3 separate regions of the Gossypium arboreum genome follow, and regions 1 and 2 are each linked to region 3. A link is a contact called in public Hi-C data. All regions are on one chromosome and are shown on one strand. The core of a region is the stretch at or near the end of the contact, and the rest is flanking DNA. Distances in the headings are between cores, read along the strand shown. Region 1 overlaps LOC108450826 (a long non-coding RNA gene). Region 2 holds the start of LOC108453785. Region 3 holds the start of LOC108453319.

Region 1 (3,712 bases), core at 1,155-3,654, 550 kb before region 3:
TATCAACATAAGTGGTATATTACCATTTAAGTTCATTAGTGTTCCTTTTCATACCAAATAAGCTATTAAACTAATAGAATTCAACTTTTTCTTCTATTAAGATTTAGTCATTTTTACCTAATTAACTATTTAAACTTCAAAATTTTTTAACAAAACTTCAGTTCAACTCTAATATAACCTAATAGACATTAAATAAATAATAAAATATTTATTCTCTCGTCAGAATCGTGGTCCCAAAGCCACTATTTCTGACACCATTAAGAACGGGTTGTTACATCTTCTATGACTGCTCTTCAGTGACTGGTATTTGGGTAGACCTATACATAACTTGGCGCAGTGAGCTATTAGATTCTTGTTTCCAAGTCTGGTTATTTTACATTTTGCAAGTTTTCCCTCCTACTCTTTCTAGAAAGGTAGTGTGTGCACTATGGTTTATTTGGCATGCACGAAATTGTCGTGATTATGATAGTGCTATTATTCAGATACATGTTATAATCTGTAAGGTAGAGTCCTATCTTATGGATTTGGATGCGGTACAAGAGAGGTTACCTAGTCATCTGATTGGGGTTGAGAGATGGAGGCCTTCAGACGGATGCAGCCTGAAAATTAATTTTGATGCTACGTATCGTGCCCCTTCCAAGGCTTCCTGCAGGAGGATTGTTATTAGAAATGGTCAAGGATCTATAATCGCCTCGCACATAGTGATTAATAGGAACATACCTCCGGCTTTTGTTGTGGAGGCCCTTTAATGCCTTCAAGCTGTTAGCTTGGGACTGGATCTTGGCTTTCAAGATGTGGTTGTTGAAGGAGATGCCCTAATAGTTATTCTTAAGGTTCTTTCCCCTATGTCTGATAACTCGGTCCTTGGAGCTTACATTAGGGATAATAAACTATGGGTTAGGTCTTTTCGACGGTGTGTTTTTAAGCATATGCTTCGTGAAGGGAACATAGTGGCCCATTTATTAGCTATAGAGATTTTGAAGGGTGGGAATAGTTATTACCTAAATGGGCGAGTGCTTGATTTTACGCTATTGGCGGTGGAGAGTGATCAACGGTTTGTATTTAGAGGCAAGAAAAGGGGAATGGGGAGGACTTTGTGGGGCACGTTTAGATGAGGATTGATTTGGAAGGAAAGTGAGAGCTGAGGGGACTCGAATGGTTTTTGATGGGTTTTGGAAAAGGTGAGTTTCGTCTTTGGGGAGTCTCGGAAGTTGCTTGTGTGCTAGATTTCTTAGATTTGGACGCTTGAAGGGTCTTAATTAGACCTGCTTATGGGTTGGGCTACTCGGCCCGGCCCGAAGGCCAGCCTGAAATATAGGAGGATTTGGACAAAAATATAGGCCTGAAAAATGGGTTTGGACAAAAAATAAGGCCCGTTTAAAAAATGGGCAGACCTCGGGTAGGTATTTTGGACGGGCTCGGCCCGCCCAGATTTAATTCACTAAATGACAAAAAATCTGCTATTTTTTTGTTTTTGAATGTTATTTTCTTGTTGTTTTCTCCTATTTTGCTACCATATTACTATTAGTTGCTACTATTTTGTTGTTATTGTTTAGATATTGTATAAAACTTATTTTATTATTAATTTTGTTATTATTTTAAAAGTATTTGTTAATTTTGTTATTATTTTAGAGGTATTTGCTTGTTAAGTTGCACCTATCTTAGTGCTATTTAAGTTTACATATTTTTAAAATTTATTTTCAATTTGTTGGAAAATATTTATTTTAATTTTTTTAGTATTTTTGATATATTATATATATTTAAAAATTATATAAAAATAAATACGGGCGGGCCGGGCCGGGCCGAACACGAATTTTAGTATTTTTATTTGGATCGAGCTTAAGAAAAATTTTAGACCCATTCTTTAGGCCCGGCCCGGCCCATGAGCACCTCTAGTCTTGATGTTTGGGAATTGGGATAATCGTTGCTGGTTGCTTTGCTGGTGGCGTTTCAGCTGCTCTTTTGTTGAACAACCAGCTGGTTTTGGGGAACAGCTCATCGTTGGAACTGATTGCTCTTTATCGTCTGCTGTTTAAGCTGTTCTTTGCTGGGCTTTCTTTTGGTTTGTTTTATTGGCTTTATGTTTGGGTTATTTCCTGTTTTGGGTTTGATTTGTTGGACTTCTTTTTATTCTGTTTTGTTTTAATATTAGCCCAGCTTCCTTAAAAAAAAAAGTTCATCCGCCGCCCCATCAAGAACCGGGATAACACACGACACTTCAAGTCTTCTCTTTGCTCTCTCTTTTCCATGGATTTCTTGTCTACCACAGCCATTAAAGCTGCTTCTTCGTTTTCGTGCTGTTCATTGTTATTTGCTATCTCTCAAACCCAAATCAAGCCCAAAACCACTCCTTTTCAACTTCCATGGAATACCCTGAGTCCATCAAAGCTTCTTCTTCAAGTCCCTCAAATGCATTCAATCTCCTCCTGGTTCTCTTCCTTCAAAGCCCACTTCGTTTTCATGCTCTGCTGTTACATAGTTTCCAACCCAGACGCTCATCTCCTACGCGAAAATTCTGTTGAAATTCTTCATCTCCCACGCCCAAAAACCGCTGTTCAATCGTTAATCATTTGAAAAACTTTGAAATTTTGCTGTTACACAGTCTCCAAACACTTGCATTTGCGTTGTCTTTTGGGTTCAATGTTTGAGAAACAAATTTGATTTATTTAGATGGAAAATGTAGACTAATTTTGTTATACATGTATAGACCCTTATGGAGGAACTTCTCTATAAAAGCTTCCATCTGAGCTAACAGACATTCTTTACTCAATTTTTTCTCTCATCCTTTACTACGATTATCTTCTCCCTCCTCTCCCCGACTGATTCGAACCGGGTCATATGTTGCACGGCCCGAGTTTGACTCGATGCCCAAATGCACTCTGAAGGGAACAGTAGACTCTGAGTTGACAGCGATTTCGGCGAAAGGGTTCTGCTCTTGCTTGGTTTCGGTTCTCGATGGTGCGGCGCCCAAGGAAGTGCTGCAATTAAAAATAGGAGAAAATAAAATATTTAAATGCATGTGGTGGAGCCGGAAAGAAACAAAAAATAGTGGGAATGTTATGCAATTTTAACTGAAGTGATTAAAATAAAATTTTATAATGTAAATATTTTTATTTTAAATGCTTAAAATGAAATTTTGAAAAATTGAGTGATTATATATGTACTTTACCCTTTGTGATATCATATAAATTACTTAATTTTTATTTGAACTTATTAATTTCAAATTATAGTAATTACTATACTTTTAATTTTTGTATTAACTTGTATGACTTTTTTTCTTTGCACAACTTGTAAAATTTTCCTTTTATTTCAAAAATGCCTTTAGTTCTTTTTATTCTTTTTACTATATATTATATATAATTTTTACATGCATTTTGTAATTATGATTTTCTATGAAAATATTTTAAAATTATTATTGGTTTGAGTTATTTTCATTGAAATAATTTAAAATTTATTTACTTCAAAAATCATTTTACTCATCCTTTTCGGTTTTTCCTTTTAAAGGCAATAATTTCAATAACAGTTATTTTTTATTTCAATTTTTATGAATATTTACCTTAATAATTATGTCTATTGAAATAGTAATTTAAAACATAATTTTTTTAAAAAATTCAAATTTTTCTTTTATTTATAACACATTAAACAAAATAATATATTTATTTGAACAAAAAACGACCATAAGAATCAAAACTAATTCATTCAAATAGCATCA
Region 2 (3,812 bases), core at 577-3,076, 680 kb before region 3:
CACGTCAATACCTATATGTTATTTTTTGATTTTATAATTTTATAGTAATATTTATATTAATATTAATTAAAAATAATTATATTAATATTAAAAGAAATTCTAATTTTAAATATTTTTTAATATTTGATTGCTTTTATGGATACAAATAATGCAAAATTCAATAATATTCAAAGTTAAATAATATTTTAATTACTATTCAGAAGCGATTCAAAGTGGATAGGAACTATCAGTATTCATTATCTGAATGCAACTTTATATTTTATGAATAACAAAACGATATCATAATTTGTTTTATTTAAAAAATATTTTTGAATTACTTTTTATATACTAAATTCATTTTACTAAATTTAATTATTTTTCAAATAATGTTATTTAAAATAGATTTAATTTAAATTTAAAATGGATAATAAATACTAAAAATCCTATTACATATGTATGTGTCACGGGGTTAGAACTTTAGTTTGGCAAACCGCGCGACCTTAGGTAATTTCCTACTCTTGTCACAAGAAAAATAACGTACACTAGGTGTTTGAGTAAATTCTCTAAAAAATATTTTATATTGAGTGATTACAAATGAAGGGGAAGACTTTTATTTATAGTTGAACTCTCTCAAATCTAATGGTACAAATTAAGTTACATCAACGATCGAGATTAGAGCCCATCTACAAGATGAGAGTCTTAAGGGATTTAAGTTCTATACATCTTTATCCCTTATGATTTACAATAGTAACTCTAATTTTACTAGAGTGTTTCACTGGTCACCAATGTTTCAAGTAGATAAGTTTCTCCATATGTACCATGAGTCAAACCAATTCAAGCGGGTCAAATGAGCCCGTTTGAATTAGTTGACATCCATGGGATGCTCTTTGACCTCCATGGGTTTCTCTATATGTACTATTACTAGAGTGTTTCGCATACAATATATAATAAAACATATGATTTGAAACTAATTAATCATAATAACGAATAAAATATGTATGATATTAAAATAAATAAATAAGATTAAGTTATAAGTGTCTGAAATTTAAACACAAATACATCATATTAATAATATTAAATACATAACAATTTTGTTATCATGATGTTGTATAAAGCTGAAGTAGATAACAAATTATGCATGTTAACATAATAATGAATAAAACATGTTAAAATGAAACTTTAGTTGAGTGATCTAATTAGTATGAGTTCAAAGCGTACACATTGTATTTTTTATTATTATTTTTTAAAAATACTCTCAAATAAAAATTTCAATTTTGTAATAAATAATTATATTTTAAAATGCATATTAAAATTTACCATTCCTAACAATACTCATAATTTAAAAATTAAAAGAAAAAGGAAATATAAAGGCAGGGTAATCCCTAAGGCGGAGGAGCATAAAAAAGTATACTATGGCGGATAAGGCGGTGGGTTGTCAAATCATTGTCCAGCCAAAGGAATCTCCCTCTCACTCACACGCATGCTCACTTGTATTATAATTACTGTATTTTTTTCACACACAAATTATTTAGTCCTATCCCTCTAATTATGACTTTCAACACTTTGACCCCAACTCCTCACATTTCTCCACGTGTAGCTCATGCCGGCTTTCCATAAACTAATTATAACATCCTGATTGTAAATTATGTGTTGCCGTTTTGGATGTGAATAGTGAGAGGCAAGGCAAGGGTATATAATAAGTTAGTTGGGAAATGAGGAAAGGCCTGCTTGTGCTTGGTTGAGTTGAGTGAGACTTTTTGTGTAGGGTCGTATTAGAAAGAGACTTCTGCTTACTTAACCTCCTCTTCCCTTCCTTTCCTTATCTTCTTCTTCCTTTTTCAGAATTCATGGGGAATTGCCAAGCCATCGATGCGGCGGCCTTGGTCATTCAGCATCCCTCCGGGAGGCTTGAGAGGTTATATTGGCCCATTCCCGTCAGTGAAGTTATGAGAATGAATCCCGGTCATTACGTTTCTCTCATCATTCCCTTGCCTGTTTCCCAAGAGGAGGAAGCCAACCATCATCAAGATCGAGATACGGTGCGTTTCACCCGTGTTAAGCTCCTCCGCCCCACCGATACTCTTTCCCTTGGCCACGCTTATCGCCTTATCACTTCTCAAGGTCTTCTTCACTTTCTTTATTTGCAAGATTGTCTTTCTTTTATATTGATTTCTCAACTCTCTCTTGTTTCCTGTCCCTGCAGAGGTCATGAAGTTCATGAGAGCCAAGAAATATGCAAAAACCAAAAGGGAATCCATGAAAAAATTGCAGCACCATGGACAAGACAACCTAACTTCAGGAGGAAAGTCTGACGCACACATCACCAACCAAGTATGGCTCTCACTTATCTTTCATATATGTTCTTCCCAGCTAAGCAATCTGTGAATATGGGTCCTCAAACACCAGTTACTCGCCATGGGAACTATAAGCAAATTATGATAATCATATTGGAAGGATATCATAAATTGATTGTTAAAGTTTCCATCTGCATTAAGATTAGATACAAACTAAACCAGTTTGGAAAACATTTCATGTTTCATTTGAATCTTTCTTTCTCATTCAATCCTAAAAACTTAAGCGCTTATGTTCTAAACTTTCCAGGAACTAAAGAATGAAAGACAAATCTCACGGACATCATCTGTGAACGCTGCTTCAATGAGGTCAAAATCATGGCGGCCATCATTACAGAGCATCTCTGAGGCTGTAGGCTAATAGTTTTGTTTTCAAGTTTCTTTTCTTAAGTGCAGATTGGTTTTGGGAATGGCAATGAACTGCCTCTTTTGTTCAATGAAACCCGAAATTAGGGAAAATGGAAATTCACCAATCGAATGAAGGTGATAACCAAAGATTTCAACTTGCAATCAAAGCTCCCAAATTGAAATCTGTTTCAAGAAAAATAAACATATGTATAGCTTCTCAGTTCAGAGGAACATTGGATCCTAAATTGTATTACAAGTAGTATTCTAATATGAAATTAGGATTTTCAGTCTTTCACTCACTGCTTTCATACAAATCCCAAACTTGATCACTTTCAAAAAGTACAACACAATGCTATGTTGATCAAACTCTTTATTTTATGGACACGAGAATATGACTTTCAAGATCCTCCAATTGTATAAAAAAACTTTAGAAAAGTTTAATCATATCCGTGTCTGATACACATCTATATCTAACACTCATATCTGAGTTTGAGTAAATATTTGACTCCAAGTAACATAGGTACAATCTGATGATAATGGAAAATAATGTTATGAATGTGATGATAATGGAAAAATATGTTATGAAACATGTGGAGGAAATCATTTGGGAGAGTTTGAGTTCCAAACCTCCCAATCATGATCAAGGTGGTTTTGGGCCCATAACAAGGATGCCCGAGCAGCAACAGGTGCTCCAGGTAATTTCTTCTCCTTCAAAGCTACAAACATATCTGTGAAAGGCTCCACCAACAGTGTTCCAGATCCTCCATATTCATTGTGCAAGAAATCATTAAATATCTGTTTTCAACAATAGAAAAAACAGTAAGCTTCACAAAAATTTTAAGTTCACTATCAAAACTTGTATTCTTCTGTAGGCAAGGCTTATACAGGTAGAAGTAATCTTCAACACTAACTATATCACATGTATGTAGAAGCCAAATTCAAAGAAATCCCTGCATTGGGCCAAACATTCACATAAGGAAGAACATGACGAGCTGTCAGGGAAGGAGTGATTTGTTATTTTCGTGCCAGATAATTCTTTTGGGGTCAATTATTGAACAATTTCCAGCTCAATCAAAAAGCAGGCCTCTTAAAGAGACAAAAATGTTCGATTTAGAAGAAATCATTGCTGATAAA
Region 3 (3,393 bases), core at 787-3,286:
TCTGGTATCTTCATAAATCTTCCTTCCTGGGCAATAAATACCCTACAAAATCATACTAAAATTTCAGGACCTCCCACCATTCTAATCGAAAACAGTCCCTTCCAACATACCCTTAACCCAACCAAAGGAAGAAGGGGATTGATCACAGCAAAATGTTAACTTGAACAGTGTGATCAAAACCTGACAATAGTTAAAAGGTGATGATACATCATAAAACAACAAGGAGTTAAAACCAAAAGTTATTGAACCCAGGACAACATTTAAATACTTTTAAATCCAAAAACTTTCTTTGATTGAGCAGTATATGCATAAATTTTTTCTGACTGGACATCGTAAGACTAATAAAGAGAAAAGGAAGCAAAGCACAACAAATAAATATAAGTTATTAACAATCGGCAATCAATGTGTTATTTATAGCATACCTTTTCATTTTCATGCCCTGATTCAGCAACCCATAGATTACCCATGTCATCCTTCAAGCAAACCGCAGTATGACCAGCAAATGCTCCAGTCACCCATTTTTCTAATGTCTCAAATCCTCCCCACCTACCACGGATCTTTGACACAGCCAAAAAGTCACCAGAATGCACATCTTCTGGATTTAACACTGTGCGCCATGGCTTAGGACGCTTTTCAAATGAAGCACCCATGTGTGTTTTCAAAAAAGCAAGATTGGCATTCTGACCCCAGACAGTATTTGAAAACAGAGGCAATACATCAACTAAAGAAAGCAATGTGCCAAGCATTCCAGATGGCATTAGAAATACTGAGATTCCATGCTGCTTTACCTGCACAAAAAAAAAAAAAAAAAAAAAAAAAAAAAGACTGTCATTTCCATGCATTAAACAAGTTCAGTGATATTCAAAGACCAACTTAATCGAAACATACATATTCCAATTCAGCAGCTTCTTCCCAAGAATCAAATTTCAATGTATGCTCTCGAGCAGAAAAGTAGTAATCCCAAGTAATCCTATAAGGTGTTGCAAAGACATAAAGATCCATACAAGTCCAGCTGTGCGCTTCAGATGTCTGTAAAAGAAAATTTTTACAGTTCAAGCGAAAATCAGAACGCCAAAATTAACCATAGTATGTAAAATAATCACCCTCATCTCTGAACCAAGACTAAAGAGAAAAGATACCAACCAGATTTTCGATTTGGGGTTTTTAGTCTACCAAGGAAAATTAAAGGATTTCAAGTTTAAATAAACAACTTAAAGTTGCCAAAACTTATTAAAACACCAGCACCTATAGTCTACTAAACATAAACAAGTAGCCCTAAATAAACTCCATAACTCATAACTAGGAAGAAACACAAAGGAAAGTGATTCAAGTGAACACTCTAAAGCAACTAAACTAAATGTAATTAAACTCAAACAACAACAATAAACTGAGGATTAATGACACGAAAATAAGTAACTAACTTGTCAATAAAGAGGCTTCAATTACAACCAAGGTCATAATGATCAACAGGTCAAAAATACGAACCGTGAGGTGAAGCACACCACCGCCCAATCCCGAATCGTCGCGATCGCTACTGGTGAACTCGAGACGAGCCTCGTTTCCATGAAAGCAAGCTCCTTTCCAATCAATTGAGCCATTGTTCGGGGTCACGGATCCGACAAAAGCCGGCAACAAGTCAACGGCGGAATGAAGAGTGTTCAAGACCGGCCAAGATACCTGGCGCGGAAGCACCGGGAGAACATCATTGACCCTAAAGGGGACTTTGAAAGCTTGACCGAAATCAACGCCAAACCCTAACCCTAAAACACAGAAAAATAAGGATAAGAGGAAAGGATTGAAGAATCGAGGCATGGGAAAGAAAGAAGAGATGATGGGGTTGGGATTGGGATTGAGGATGGCTGAGAGATAGAGAGATGAAATTTGCCCTAAAATTTGAGAGCCATTAGAGTTGGATATTGAGGGAGAAAGGTCCGTTTTGGTGGTTGGGGGAATTATTGAGGTAGCATTTTAGCTTTGACTTTTGTTTTGGTTGACGACGATGAGGAATGAGGAGAAACGGAATCCGTTTCGTTTTTACCCACGCGTTACGCTAACGTGGCGAAAGGATATAAGAGCCTTTACAAACAATAACAAAATATCCTAAATCGATTTCCAAACGGAATTTTCATTATTTTGTTTTCTTCTCCTTTTTGCCGTTTGCAATTTCCAGCCTGAAAATACGAATTTTGAGCATTATCCTAACTTTTGATAAATTACATCAAAAGTGACATAGCAGTCACTAAGGTTATCAAAAAATGACAAAACAGTCCCTGATTAATATTTTCTATTAGTGTCTTAACAGGATCGCTAATGTGACAAGTTAACTAACTGATGTGGCTAGTTAACTTGTCACGTTGGACAAGTAGTCAAATGGACAAAGAGAAAAGAGAAGGTGATTGGTTAAGGGTAAAAAGAAGAATAAGAGAAATGGAGAAGAAGGGTTTCCATACCAAAAAAATAGAGCAACAACAGTCATGGTTCTTAAGACGGAGCTTTGTCGATTTAGTGGTGCCAAAATATACCCTGTGAAAGGTATCAAATTTGTTCGTAGAGGTTCACAGGTCTTCCTCTTTTCCAATTCGAAATGCAAGAGGTACTTCTACAACCGTCTGAAGCCCTCAAAACTTACATGGACAGCCATGTATAAGTAGAGTGAGGGATGGAGAATCAACTTGATTGGCTTTTTCTTGTCAAATACAACATCAAGCTGTACAAATGGAAGGCCTCTCCCACTTGGAACTTTCCAAGATGTAATGCAACCACCAAATAGGTAAATCTCAACTTCACTAAAACACCCAAAAACAAAAACAAATTAAATTTGTTTTAGACCCGAATCAATGAAAAAGAAAAAAAAAGAATTGACCCATAAATTGAACGAGCAAGGGAGTTGAATAAATTTGGAAAAGACCCAAAAAAGAAAATCTTGCAAAAAGTGCGTCATTTCTTCAAAACTTGAAGATTTAAACATTACCTACCATGACTAGAAGTGAGAAGAAGCTTGGGTAAATTGCCTTCCCCTTGTGTTACTATGACCCCCAAAGCAACAGCTTCCTGGTTTGAAGCTGCAACAGCCATGCTTGAGTAACTGCAGAAGAATATAAAGCAATTGGGTTAAAGCTTTGGCCTTAGATCGTTACCTTTGGGGTTTAGAGGAATCACTTGCAGAGATGCAGTACAGAATTGATTTGAAAACTGGAGGCATTTCTATTTTTTCTCTTCTTCCTCTTCTTATTCTTCTCCTCTTCTTTTTCTTCTTTTTCTCTTTTTAAACCCTAAATTGGTGTTGATAGGGCTGTTAAATTGGTAGTAACCGGCCAGCTAGAGGGTTTTTTGATACCAAGCACGTCGTTATCTGTCATGTCACTTTGCTGTGACATTTGTGACAGAAAATGG

The links. Hi-C and Micro-C count contacts between places; a contact is called where the count stands out from the background.
Region 1: a Hi-C map of leaf shows a contact between it and region 3, with 2.3 times the contacts expected there. The contact joins the enhancer-like site here to the promoter of LOC108453319 in region 3. A contact is called at or near these places in 2 of 5 Hi-C or Micro-C datasets (both in leaf).
Region 2: a contact with region 3 is called in a Hi-C map of leaf, with 3 times the contacts expected there. The contact joins the promoter of LOC108453785 here to the promoter of LOC108453319 in region 3. A contact is called at or near these places in 2 of 5 Hi-C or Micro-C datasets (both in leaf).

The regions. Positions count from the first base shown.
Region 1 is chr5:67,304,212-67,307,923 of ASM2569848v2, forward strand. LOC108450826 (a long non-coding RNA gene) reads right to left here. Exons shown (of 2, transcript XR_001866282.2): 2 at 2,644-2,978. Among protein-coding and RNA genes, the nearest start is that of LOC108450826, 4.5 kb to the right of the region's middle. Within about 2 kb of position 2,405, at least 2 of the 2 cell types and tissues checked have an H3K27ac peak or open chromatin away from gene starts, as enhancers often do. A contact at or near this core is called in leaf, where this site is marked.
Region 2 is chr5:67,174,673-67,178,484 of ASM2569848v2, forward strand. LOC108453785 reads left to right here and starts at 1,827. Exons shown (of 3, transcript XM_017752084.2): 1 at 1,827-2,100; 2 at 2,183-2,310; 3 at 2,581-2,880. The coding sequence starts at 1,827. The coding sequence ends at 2,691. It overlaps LOC108453784 (protein PLASTID REDOX INSENSITIVE 2, chloroplastic-like), which reads right to left. Exons shown (of 4, transcript XM_017752081.2): 3 at 3,306-3,473; 4 at 1,704-2,176. The coding sequence ends at 2,153.
Region 3 is chr5:67,856,822-67,860,214 of ASM2569848v2, forward strand. LOC108453319 reads right to left here and starts at 2,037. Exons shown (of 7, transcript XM_017751348.2): 1 at 1,486-2,037; 2 at 889-1,029; 3 at 423-788. The coding sequence starts at 1,812.